Linked DNA regions of Mus musculus: region 2 is linked to region 1. Evidence: chromatin contacts called from public HiChIP or PLAC-seq data. All regions are on one chromosome and are shown on one strand. Each heading gives the region's core, a stretch centred on a gene start, on an enhancer-like site or on the middle of the called end of the contact. The rest is flanking DNA. Distances are from core to core; before and after follow the strand shown.

Region 1 (6,513 bases), core at 2,378-4,877:
AAACAAACAAACAATCAAACAAACAAAAACAAAACAAAACAAAACAAAAAAACCCCAGCAACTATCAAAAGAACCCTGGGTTTTCAGTCTGTCTGTCTGTAAAATGGGTAGATTCACATTGCCTCAGTGGGTATTATAGAGGTTTGGTTAAGGAGGAGTTGATGCCCATTGGTCTGTTCTGTGCTCCCTTCCCTACCCGTTCTAGGGCCATGCGGGTTCCTTTACAAAATTAGATTTCTGTGTGCTCAGAGTCAACCACTGTGTTCCCACTCAGTTTCACAGTCCGTGCCCCATTTTCTGCTCCTTCACCACAGCTGAGTGGCTCAGGGGTGGACACTTGATCCCCATTAGATCAGTACCATTCCTATCCTTGTGACTCTTGTAGTCTGTATTTAGGCATGCTAGGTTCTGTTTTCTGGTGTCTTAAGTGGAGAAGATACAAATCTGAGAGTTGTGGTTAGTTTTCTCACCTTGACTGGGATGTGGAGACAGCCATTCCCATTGGGGGGCTGGGAGGGGGATGCTGCCTTTGGAACTGGCAACATCCCATTGAGAGGTGGAGACCCCAGGCTCCATTCCTAGTTGTATGTATCCTTAGGCAGGCTCTAGCTTCTAACATTTTTTTAATCCTGAAGGTGGCTTCAATCAGCCTTGGAGTTGCAGAATGGCTACTGATAACACAAGTAGACTCCCTTAGTGTAGCAGCTAGAGATAGGAAGCAACGCAGGGTAAGTGGCTAATGTCATGATCGTCCTTGTTTTAGAGATATGGAATCTGAGACAGAGATTAAGTCATTTGACTTGTATCACACAGCTAGATGGCGAATCCAGGCCTCTGACACCTGGACCTAGGCTCTGTTCTGCCTAGTCTTTGAAGTATCAAATCAAACTTCGGAACAGAAAAGAAATAGGCAAGTGTTATCCAGCTGTGATTATTCAAAGAGCACTGGCTGTGATCTACGGATGTTTCCTGTGCCCTTCCCTGACACGAGTTTCCCTCTTGCTGCCAGAGACAACCAATATCCTGGGTTTTTTTTTTTTTCCCCTTAGAATCATTTTAATAGTTTTTCCACCTACACATATAACCTTAAGCCACATGATTCTGTTTCCTTTGTTTTGGAAGTTAACGTGAATGAAATCACCCCTTACGTATTCTTTTGGGATTTGGTTCTTTCAACACTACGTGAGGTCCCCCTGGGCTCTTCCGAATAGCGACAGTTCGTTTAGTTTTCTTTGCTGGACAGTCCACAAGGTATTTATGCAATCTATGTTCAATGAACAGTGGATTGTTTCCAATTTTTAAACCAGCAATGGTACTGTGAACATTTTCTTTTTTTCTTTTCTTTCTTTTTTTAAAGGCTTATTTATTTTATGTTTATGAATACACTATTTGTATTCATAAATACACTATAGCTGTCTTCAGACACACCAGAAAAGGGCATCAGATCCCATTACAGATGGTTGTGAGCTACCATGTGGTTGCTGGGAATTGAACTCAGGACCTCTGGAAGAGCAGTCAGTGCTTCGTAACCACTGAGCCATCTCCCCAGCCCTACTATGAGTGTTTTCCTTTGTGTAGTCTGATCAGCTGATGTGTATCTAAAGGCAGATCTGCAGTTGTCAAGATGTCCTTTGTTCCATGCCCTGATCTGTATGGGTACTGCACCATGCAGATGTCAATACCTGTGGCCACATGGGAAAGAACACACTATGTATGATGTGGGAAACACAGAAACCTAAAATACAGGGTTCTTCCTGAAAACAATGACCAAAGAGAGATCATGTGACCCAGCAATTTCCCCTCCTCCGTATGTGCCGTGAGTACTGAGAACATGTTCAGCAAGGCCTAGTGTCATATATTTGTAACTCCACTGCTCAGGAGGCTGAGGCAGGAGGATCATGAATTAGAGGCTAGCCTAGAGTATATGGCAAGATTCTGACTCAAAATAACAGTGTGGGGTGGGTGCGAGGAGGCTGGAGAGATGGTTCAGCACTTTAAAGCTCTTATAGAGAACCCAGGTTCAATTTCCAGCGTCTACATGCGGGCTTACAACTATATGGAGCTCAAGCATGATCATGGTACACATACACACATGCAGGCAAAAACCTCATACACATAGAATAAAAAAAAATAAAGAAGAAAATAGATGTTCATATAAAGTATATAAAATACCCACCGTAGCCTTTTCAAGTATCCAGAGATGAAATGCAGTGTGTGTACACGTGTGCATGTACGTGCACACATGGACATGTGCATGATGGAAAACTATTCAGCAGTAAGAATTAAGGAGTTACTGATACATGGATGAGTTTTGAAAGCATGACATTAAATGAAAGAAAAACCAGACACCAAAAAAATCACATACAATATGATCCGACTTATGTGACATGTCCAGAATAGTCAAGTTCAGACACAGATTGGGACAAATTGGACTTGACAGGGATGGAAGGGTCATGTTGCTAGGGACTGCTTGTGAATATAGGGGGATGAAGGCTTCAGTTAGTGGTCATGGCTGTTTAAGTATAGCAAAGGCCCTACACTGTAGGGCCTTTTTTTTTTTTTTTGGCTTTTCGAGACAGGGTTTCTCTGTATATCCCTGGCTGTCCTGGAACTCACTCTGTAGACCAGGCTGGCCTCGAACTCAGAAATCCACCTGCCTCTGCCTCCCAAGTGCTGGGATTAAAGGTGTGTGCCACCATGCCCAGCTCCTACAGTGTATTCTTAAAAGGGTGAATTTTATGATATATGAATAGAAGCACAACACTTTATTTTTAGACAGTGTCTGTCTATGTGGCCCTGCCTGTCTTAGAACTCATTTTCTAGACCAGGCTGGCCTTGAACTCACAGAGAGCTGCTTGCCTCTGTCTCCTGAGTGCTGGGGTTAAAGTTGTCTACCACCATGCCGGGATAGCATTCTCCTTTTCAAAGCTATTTTAATTTTGTGTATGTTGTCTGTGTGCTGGTATGCCCACATGTGTGGGTGCCTGAGGAGGCTAGAAGAGAGTGTTGGGTCTCCTGGTGCTGGAGTTACAAAAAGCCGTCTCAATAGGTGAGCCATCACATCTCTCCGGGCTCAACCATCCTTCTCTGTCGTTCATGCTTCGAGACTGGGATATAGCTCAGTGACAACAGGAGCTTACCTGGGATGCTCAGGACCCTGGATTCAACTCCCCTGCAAGTACTGCACTAAAGTAAAAAAAAAAAAAAAAATCACCTATTCAAAGCAGGGTGTGGAGTACCTAAGACAGGCCAGCCCGGAATTGGTCCTGGAAAGCAACAACTGGATCGCCCCAAGGGCAGTTTAATGATGGTACCAAGTGCAGAGTGTAGGGAGGGTCTAGGGAAAATTTGTCTCAAGTCATAATGAAGCAGTTCAGGGTCGGTGGAGGGGCAGCCAATACTATCCTGATCTGAAAAGGGGTGTAGGGGCAAGGTGTGAGCGATCTCCAGGAAGAACTGTGGAGGAGGGCTTCCAAAGGGGGCTTCCACATTGAGCAAGCTCCCTACTGCATCCTGTCCTCCGCTCAGCCTCTCCTCTGTGTGGACACCCATCAGGGCACCCACCTGTCAGCCAGTGGGACAGGGGCTTAGGCAATGGGGGCCTTCAGTGCACAGTGCGCATGCGTGAGTCTGACATCTACAGAGGCAGTTGGCATTGGCCCCATTCAAGCACTCCCCGAGGTCTACAGTGGAGAAGAGAAGGCTGCCAAGCCCCTGTGAAGAAGAAAGAGACTGTGTATCGTCCCAGCCCCTCGTGACTTCACACTGGGTGTGAAGACAGAATAGGATCCTGAAAGAGGCCGACTTTAACGAAAGGAATGAGTGTGTGCACTTTTGGACATGGCGTCTAGATGTCCTTCCAATTAAGCGGTGCACAGTAAGTTGGGGTGAGTCCTGGTGATGAAGGTGCCCTTCATGACCATGGGGAAGCTTGGAAATGGATACTAAGCACCCCTGGGGGTGTATTAATGCAAGTACAGAAGGACAACTCCACGCTGAGGGACACCCCTCTGGGGCTCAAAGCCTAGGGTTGAGCCGGAGAGTCTGATAATGGGCAGACACCCAAGGCCTGCTCTTGGAAGCCAGGATGTGTGTGGACTGCGCCCTCCCCGGAGGTTACCCCGAGTGCTGGCGCAGCTCTCTGGCTCAACCGCCCGAGCACTCACGGGGCTCCTTCCAGCCTTTATTGGGACATCTGCCACCTCCCAGGTCCTCCTCTTCCAAAGCCAAGAAGGGTCAGAGGAAGGGAGTGTCCCTGTATACCAACGTAGCAGAGCAGCTTCTGAAAGCTGAGGGGGGCCCCCAGGGAGAAAACATGGCCGTGCCAATTTTGAAAGGTCCCCAAACGACTTCTAAAAGCACCAAGGCCCATGAGTAAGACTGCGGTGCTGGATGGAACGCGGGGGCAGGAATGCTGCCCAGATCCCTGGCAGGAGCTGCGGGAAGAAAGCAGGCCAGGGCGCTGCCTCTGCAGCAGACGCATTGTCCCCCCTGTTCTGTGGGCTCTTGGGTATCTCTGTCCAGGCAAAGCCCGAGCCCACCCGTGGGCAGCTTCTAGCCTGCAAGGCTCAGCACCCTGCAGGATTCTCTTCCACACAGGTCCCTCACCTCTGGCTCCACGCCCAGCCAGTTGCCCACAGACTGGAAAACAAAGGAACACTGCCTTCCCTGGAGACCTGTGCTTAAGGGATGGAAGGGATGGGCCTTGGGCAGGCTGGGCGGATACTCTGTTGATTTTTTTTTTTTTTTTCCGAGTGCAGAGACTATGACAGCCAATTCCTGTTGGAAGTAGCTTTGTTTTCTTTGGATGGTGGAACACTTTTCCTTTCTCGTGACTGTGGCAGTTTTGGGTCATGTTTAGGATGGTGACTAGTTAGCCTAATTATGTGCCTTCCACAACCACGTTCTTAACCTTTTGGGGCACAGATGTTATTACAACCTTGATTGAGAAGAGGGGTCACCTCTTCTCTCTCCCCTCTGCGCCTCAATCGGAGCATTTAACTCCTAGTGGGTTAGGACTCTTTGTAGAGGCCAGGAGTGCGTAGCTCAACAGGTTCAAGGCCCTGAATTCTGTCCCAGTTTGGGGACAAAAATGAGAAACTGTTGGGTTAAGGAAAATAAGGAAAGGCCCTTCCTGTCCCCCTATATTCTACCCTAGATTTCCTTCAGTCTGGTTTTTAAGATTCCTAGCACTGGTTGGGTCAGTGCGCCCTGCTTGGCTCCTGTCTGAATCAGTCCATGTGTCTAGGCACGTTTCTAGCTAAGGCTGCCTCTGGGTGAAGGCTCCAGGACCGCACCACGCCTCTCTTTCAGGCATCAGGCTATTCCAGAGGGATTTGTAAGCTCTTTGTCTTATCTCTGTCTCTCTATTACACAGAAGCCGGGCAACCAGAGTCTCTGTAGCTTCAAGGAGAGGTGGCCCTATTTCCAAGGAGCAGGTTCTAGGGAGACAGGCGTTGTCTGGTTTTGTTAAATTCCAGCAGAAAGTCACTTTGCCAAAAATGCCAAAAATAAAAAGGACTGTCTAGACACTCACATATTAGACACTCTAATATGAACAGAGACTTTGACCTTGACGTCATCAGGTTTTGCTTCCATGGCAAGATGAAGGGGTAGGTCAATTAACAGACAGGGCTGTGTACCTGCTGTGCACCAGGCTGTGTTCTTGGCACCTGGAGGCATGTGGTGATGAGACAGACACCCAAACACTGGTAATTGTAGAAAGTAGAAAATACAAAGATGAAAGTAATGTAGTGTGGAATGACCAGGGTTGCCGTGGTAGGGACGTGATGAGAAAGGTCTCTGAGAATTCACAACTGGGACAGAGACCTGCTTTCCGGCTCACTTACCTGCCCGCTCTCCACCTCACTTTCTGTAGCCAGTTAAAGGTCGGCTGTGAAAGAAATGCAACATAACATTCTAGGAATAGACAACTTACAATGTTTGCATTGGGTATTATTCTGAGGAACATGAAAAAAATGTCACACAATGCCAGCTCATGGCCCATGCTCCCACACAGTGTGCCCATGCTGTGTGGCTGTGCCACCTACCTGCTGATCCCTTGGCAGCCATTCTGAGGGAGCCCACCGTTCTGCAGCTTTGATCACAGTATACTGTGACATTTGTTCGATCTTATTAATGGTTATTATCAGTCTCTTTGTAAATTATTCCTATGGAGAGATAGGAAAAACACACATAGGATTTGGTGCTGTCTGATGCTTTAGACTCCCTCTGCGGATCTTGCAACCTATCCCCCATTGGTGAGCCGAGGCTACAGTATTCAAAAGATAGTAGCCACTTGGAGGACTTCAGGCTGAGGGGACAGCTATTGCGAAGGCTCTGAGACTTGAATGGTTGACCTGCTTAAGGAACAGAGAAACAGTAGACTTGGACAGAGTGAGGAATGGGAAGACGGGAGATGGCACACATCCTATAGGATCACATCCTATATAAGCCTTTCAAGGAAGTGGAAGTTGGGTTTTTATTACACTGTGACAGAGGAGCATAGAGAGG
Region 2 (6,513 bases), core at 1,794-4,293, 180 kb after region 1:
TGAATTCCAAAGCATCCAGTATTGTCAGGTCTACAAATTTTCTGGCCACCTAGTTTTGTATACTTCCCATTTGCCACAAGAGGGCGCACTATTGTCATCTTTAACTTCACTCAGGGTAGAAAGAGATATACTTCAAGGTTTATTTGTTTCTCATGTAGCCCAAGATGGTCTCAAACTCACTACGTAGCTCAGGGTGACCTTAAATTTCTGACCTTCCTGCCTTCCATCTCCTGAGTGATGGGATGATAGCCATGTGCCACCAACATGCCTCGAGTGCATTTGAGATTTAAATTGAGTGGCTAGAGAGAGGTGGCTCAACATAAAAGCCCTTGCTGTCCTAGCAGGACAGTCCAAGTGGAGTTCAGTTCTGAGCACTTACAACAGGGGCTTATAATTGCCTGTAACTCCAGCCAGGAGATGTGATTCTACCTTCTAGTCTCCACAGGCGCGCCATGCTCACGTATGCATACACACCTAAATAAAATGCAATTTTATGCCAAAATCAGGAACTGAGAGAGTAGTTCAACAGTAGGGTACTTGGTTCACAGTTGTAAGACTATCCGTTAGACACCAACATGCACACACACATGCACACACACACATTTAAAATTATTTACTATAAATAATAAGGCCAGCCAGACATGGTGGCGCATGCCTTTAATCCCAGCACTCAGGAGGCAGAGGCAGGCAGATTTCTGAGTTTGAGGCCAACCTGGTCTACGAAGTGAGTTCCAGGACTGCCAGGACTATACAGAGAAACCCTGTCTTGAAAAACCAAAATAATAATAATAATTAATAATAATAATAATAATAAGGCCTACATGATATCCACACATTTCCTTAAATGGAATGTAATTATCAGGACTGGAAAGATGGTTTCATAGCTAGGAGCAGTTGCTGCTCTTTGCAGAGGACCTGAGTTTGGCTCCCCAGCATCCACTTCGAGTGGCTCACAGCCACATGTAACTCCAGCTTTGGGTGCTAGAAGGTGCTCTTCTGGAGTCTGTGGGCACTTGTACACACATATTCACAAACCCTCAGGCATGCGCGTGTGTGCGCGCTCACACACACACACAATTAAAAAATAAAACTGATCAACTGATCTTTAAAAATAAAAAAGGAATGTCATTGATTTCACAATATTGCAGACAAACCTTCCAGACATTTGTATATGTCAAGTTGTTTTTCTTTGGTAGAAGGCTACCGGTTTTCATTGTGGCACTTAGGATTATTTTTATATGTACACCGCTTTATTATTTATTTATTTATATCTACTTATTTATTTATTTATTTATTTATATTTACTTATCTATGCATGCAGTGGCTGCAGGAGCCAGAAGAGGGCACTGGATCCCTCGGAACTGGGGTTAGAAAAGAGGTTGGCCTTTCTGAAGGTTTTCTGCAAGAGCCAACAAGTGCACTTGGCTGCTGAGCCATCTCCAGGTCAGTAAGGGGCTATTGCTATTAAGTATTAAAGGGCTTAAAGGCATGCGCCACCATCTGATGTGTGATGTATTCATTTATTTCGATTAAAAAAAAAAAGAAATAGAAAGAATGAGACGGAGATCTGTTTTAAAATTCCTTTCCCAGGACCTGGGTGTGCTGTGTACAAGACAGAAAAGAGCTGGAGAGCCAACCCCCTGGGCGCCATGTCAGTCACTGCACAGTAATTGAAACCAGGATGTATCATAAACAGGCTTTAGCTAACTGCTAACTGCTAAACAAGTTAGTCCCTCGGCCATTGTTTACTTTGAGCAATTCCCTTCTGCCCTAAACCACAGAGAGGTAATTATAGACAACGAATCTTGATGGAGGACTGGATGCCATCTAACTGGGACTAGCCCGAAGAAAATGGCGAATATTGCATAAATGACCTAGAAGAGTATTTCCAGCTCGCTTCTGCACCTTGCCCTGAGGCTCCTAATCTGACTTCATTCATTTTGTTGTTATGGCAGAACTATCAAAAAAAAAAAAAAAGCATGAAGCAAACTTACTCCTTTTCCCATCCTCGTGGAGCAAAGGAAAAAAATGAAAGCAAGTCAGACAAGCTGGGGAAAAAGAAAGCTGCGTCTAACTATATGTTAGGAAAAAAATCCTTATTTTCTAGCTTTGATCTGGTTGTCAGCTGGAATGGACTTGCCCAGGTGATGGCCCACAGAGAGGCCAAACTTGTTCTTCTTCTGCTCCTCTTGAACTTCCTTTTTCATTAAGAATCCTGCCTGAAAGTTTAGGTCAAACAGGCTGCTTGGAGCAAAATAGAGTGGGGTCTCCTCCCAGACGGTTTCCAGACGTTTCTTCCATCCTTCCAGGATCTGCATGCGGGCATCTGGTGGAGTGTGGCCAATGCTGTAAACCAGTTGAGGTTCTAAGACCTGGAAGCCACAGAAACGCAGGATGCCACTCTGAGGAGAAACAGAACACAGCGGTAAGTCACAGGAGTTAAGTCCGTACTGTAAACGGGCATCAGAAGTTGATCTGCGGGGTGGAGAGCTGGCTCGAGATTTTCTGCTCTTTCAGAGTACCCCGCTTGGTTCCCAACATCCAGATGGAGGGACTCACCTGTCACTCCAGTTCTAAGGGATTGGATGATCTTTTCTGACCTCTGTGGCACCCACATAAACGTAGCATACATACCCAGAACAATAAAATGAATAAATAGAAATCTTAAAAACAAAAACAAAACAAAAAACTTGCAGCTTGAGAGATGCATTGGTGACTAAGAGGACCCACGTGGTGGCTCACAACCATCTGTAACTGCTGTTCCAGGGAATCCAATGTACTCTTCTGGCCTTCATGAACATTGCATACACACGGTACACAGACAAACAGCAGGCAAAACTCATAAAAAATAAAACTTAAATTAAAAAAAAAAAAACTTTTAAGAGGGTGAGTTGGGCTTGCCAATGGGAGAATGTACAATCTGAGGTGCCCCTGGGAATTGACACGGGTCTTTCTCTTACCTTCTGCCCTCCCTCCCTAGACTCCTTGGCAGAGCTTGAATGAGTAAAAACCTTGAAACTGTGCCAACCTGGATCCTCTGCCAAAAAGAGCCGGAAATTGTATTACATTAGGGAGAGCGTTTGCTCCTTGGCTCTGGCTCATGCGAGGGCATGTGGATGCGCATTTGTCTGCCTCTCCACATGATGAACTCAGTTTGCACAAATGGTCTTTTCAGCACCCATCTTGCTCGCTCTCCTCTGCACCCCCGGTCCTGAGTGGACATACTCCTCAGCGTCCAACCCACCTCAGAGACAAGCTCGGTGAACCTGATTCTTGTCCTGGGGAGCCAGATATGGCAGTCCACGCCTTAAACCCAGCACCCAACAGGTTGAGGCAAAAGAACTGCCACAAGTTCAAGTCTACCTTGGGATTGTATATGAACCTCCTCCCACCTTAAAACAATAAAAGGTCTTGCTGGGCAGTGGTGGCGCACTGAGTTCGTCACCAGCCTAGTCTTCAGTGTGAGTTCCAGGGCTACACAGAGAAACCCTGTCTTGGAAAACCCAAAACACAAACAAACAAACAAACAAACAAACAAACAATAAAAGAGCAGGAGAGATGGCTCAGCGAGTAGAGTCAAGATACCAGCCTTATAAGTCTGATGGAGAGAGAGCCCAGAACCTATGTAAAAAGGTGAATGCAGTTGGGTGTGGTGGCGCATGCCTTTAATCCCAGCACTCGAGTCAGAGGCAGATGGATCTCTGAGTTTGAAGCCAGCCTGGTCTACAGAGTGAGTTACAGGACAGATATACAGGGAAACCCTGTCTCAGAAAATCCAATATATGCGGCAGCATGACTCTGCAATCCCAGCATGCCAAGAGGCAAGATGGGAGGCAGAGACAGAAGTTGAAGGCCAGTGAGCCTTGACCACACAGTACTACAAAAGCCAAGGAAATCCTGGTACCAACAAGATATAAAGGGAGAGCCGGCTCCCAAAAGTTGACCTCTGATACACACGCGCGCACACACAATCGCACAGGCACACACATGCATGTGCAAACGCACGCATACATACAAGCACACACATGCATGCCCACACATACATTTTTTTTAATTATTAAAATATTCTGGGGTTACAGATACAATTCCAGGAAGACTGGAAAGAGCCAAGGCTGTGGCTGCACACGCTGAGGCCCTGGTGCACATAGAAGAGACTTTGACCATGTGCCCAGGGTCATCTCACAAGCTCCTGAAGGAAACTTAGGAGTGGCTGCCCTGTTCCCTGGCTGCTCTCCTCCCCCCTCGGGTCAGTTCTGAGTTACTGTCTGGAGGTTTGGACTCTGAGGAACGCTCGGCTAACAAACTCCTCTGGAAGGAGCTACCTGAATCGGCCAGAGAATGACGTTCATGTCCCCGTGGACACCCTGAAGAGAGTACATGGAGCCGCTACCCCCAGTGGTGATAGAAAGCAAGGTCTTCTTATTCTGAAAGAGAAAACAAGTGTCACCCGCTCCTCTCCTGGGTCCCAGTGAGTTAATGAACAGGGGGCCCCCGGGGAGAAGGACAAATGAAGCCACCCCATCAGGGCTATTATTTCAGGCTTCAGGTCCTCTGCCACCTCAGCATGACTCTGCACATGTTCCAACTGTGGCTGGGACCAGCATGTGGTTGTGGATAGCCGTGACTACAGCACAAATCAACTCACTCAAAACTTCAGGAGACAGCTGGGTATGGTGGGTCTCTCTTGAGTGAGTTCCAAGCTAGCCAGGGCTTCATCATAAGACCCTGTGTCAATTTTTATTAATTTACTTTTTTAAAAAGAGTCGAGGCTGGAGAGATGACTCAGTGGTTATAAGCCCTGGCTGCTCCTCCAGAGGACCCAGATACAATTTCCAGCACCCAGATGGCAGCTCACAACTATAACGCCTGTTCCAGGGGAATCTAACACCCTCATTTTAAACATACATGCAGGCAAAACACCAATGTACGTAAAATAAGAATAAGTGGATGCTTAAAAATCTATTTAAAAATAAAAGTCACAAGATAGAGTTCTTGTCACTATTTGGCCTCCAAAAAACAAAGATTTTTTTTTTCAGTTTTACATTTTATTCAGACAGGATCTCATGTAGCCCAGGCTAGCCTAAAACTCACTAAGTAGCTGAGGATGGCCTCAGTCACTGCACACGTGTGGTACACAGACATATAAACAGGCAAAGCCCCCATATACATAAAAGAATAAGTAAATATAAAAAAGAATTGAGCAGAAGAAACCATCCTGTCTAAAAAACACTCATATACATACATAAAATAGGTAAATGTAGAAAAAAAAAACTGAACAAGTCCAAACCATCCTGTCATTTGATTTATAAGAGCTATACAATGCATCCTCCCTGGTCTTAAGAGTCCATCTGTACTCTCGGGACAGTGTCTACTCAGGAGATGGCCAATGGTTCACCTACCTGGAAAGGACCGTTGTCGTACATGGCAGCATATGTGTAGGCAAATCCTGCTACGAGCACTCTCTCAAACCAGCCTTTCAGAATGGCTGGCACCCCAAACCACTGCAATGGGAACTGTGGGGCAGACCAAGAAGTCAGATCACGGTTTGTTCTCTCTCTCTCTCTCTCCCCGCCGCTCCCCCCCCCCCCCCCGCACACACAAATACACAAAGCATATATCAGCTCAGCTGCACACCCTCTGACTGACATCACTAAGAATGCAGAGGTCCCCAGGCCCATAAGGACAAATACCACAGACAACACTTTCTTTCTTTCTTTTTTCTTGTTTTTTTGTTTTTTGTTTTTTCGAGACAGGGTTTCTCTGTGTAGCCCTGGCTGTCCTGGAACTCACTCTGTAGACCAGGCTGGCCTTGAACTCAGAAATCCACCTGCCTCTGCCTCCCAAGTGCTGGGATTAAAGGCGTGCACCACCACTGCCCGGCCAGACTCCGCTTTCTTAAGATTTCCATCCTGTGATACCTGAAATATCACCAGGTCTGCAGCTTCCAGCTTCTTGTGTTCGGCCACAATATCTGGGCTCAGGCGTCCTTCCTTATATGCTAGAGATGACTCGGAAGGATACTGAAAGTTCTTCGAGTCCTTCAGCTCACCTGTTGGGTAGCAAGAGCGATGGGACTGAGGCTGAGCCACAGGGGTCCGCTACCAATGGAGAGAGGCGGTTCTTACCTGTGATGTCATTTCTGGAAATGATGGGGTTGAAGTTCATAGCATAGAGGTCAGATTCGAGTACCTCCCATCCTCTCTTCTTCAGAGCCTCTACAGCAGCCTCCTTCATGGCGTAGTTGAATGATGTCTTCTCTGAATGGGCCAGTACAATCAGGGCTCTTCTCGCTGTTTAGACATACATGAGGCATGGAAAGAAAATCCAAACAGGACGGGTGAATCCCTAATCTAAAGTGTTTGGGATCAGACATGTTTGCCACCTTCGTTTCTCAGCATAGGGAACAGTGGCTAGCATTATCAACTAAATGTCTTTCATCTGAAAATCTACAGTTGAGGCTGCTGAGATGGCTCAGCAGATAAGGGCACTTCCTGCCAAGTTGGGTGTCCTGAG

Evidence for each region. HiChIP or PLAC-seq counts read pairs in DNA pulled down with a chosen protein or histone mark.
Region 2: a FOXA1 HiChIP or PLAC-seq map of pancreatic cancer cells shows a contact between it and region 1. The contact joins the enhancer-like site here to the promoter of 4930517G24Rik in region 1. A contact is called at or near these places in 3 of 484 Hi-C or Micro-C datasets (bone marrow-derived macrophages and embryonic stem cells), 2 of 115 datasets of contacts at active chromatin or transcription factors (embryonic stem cells and pancreatic cancer cells) and 1 of 9 other capture datasets (embryonic stem cells).

What each region holds. Positions count from the first base shown.
Region 1 is chr8:107,201,703-107,208,215 of GRCm38.p6, forward strand. 4930517G24Rik (RIKEN cDNA 4930517G24 gene) reads left to right here and starts at 3,628. Exons shown (of 3, transcript NR_166499.1): 1 at 3,628-3,887.
Region 2 is chr8:107,386,723-107,393,235 of GRCm38.p6, forward strand. Nqo1 (NAD(P)H dehydrogenase, quinone 1) reads right to left here. Exons shown (of 6, transcript NM_008706.5): 2 at 6,126-6,290; 3 at 5,919-6,049; 4 at 5,400-5,513; 5 at 4,323-4,424; 6 at 1,503-2,402. The coding sequence ends at 2,097. Among named protein-coding and RNA genes, the nearest start is that of Nqo1, 13 kb to the right of the region's middle. Within about 2 kb of position 3,044, at least 45 of the 459 cell types and tissues checked have an H3K27ac peak or open chromatin away from gene starts, as enhancers often do. A contact at or near this core is called in pancreatic cancer cells, where this site is marked.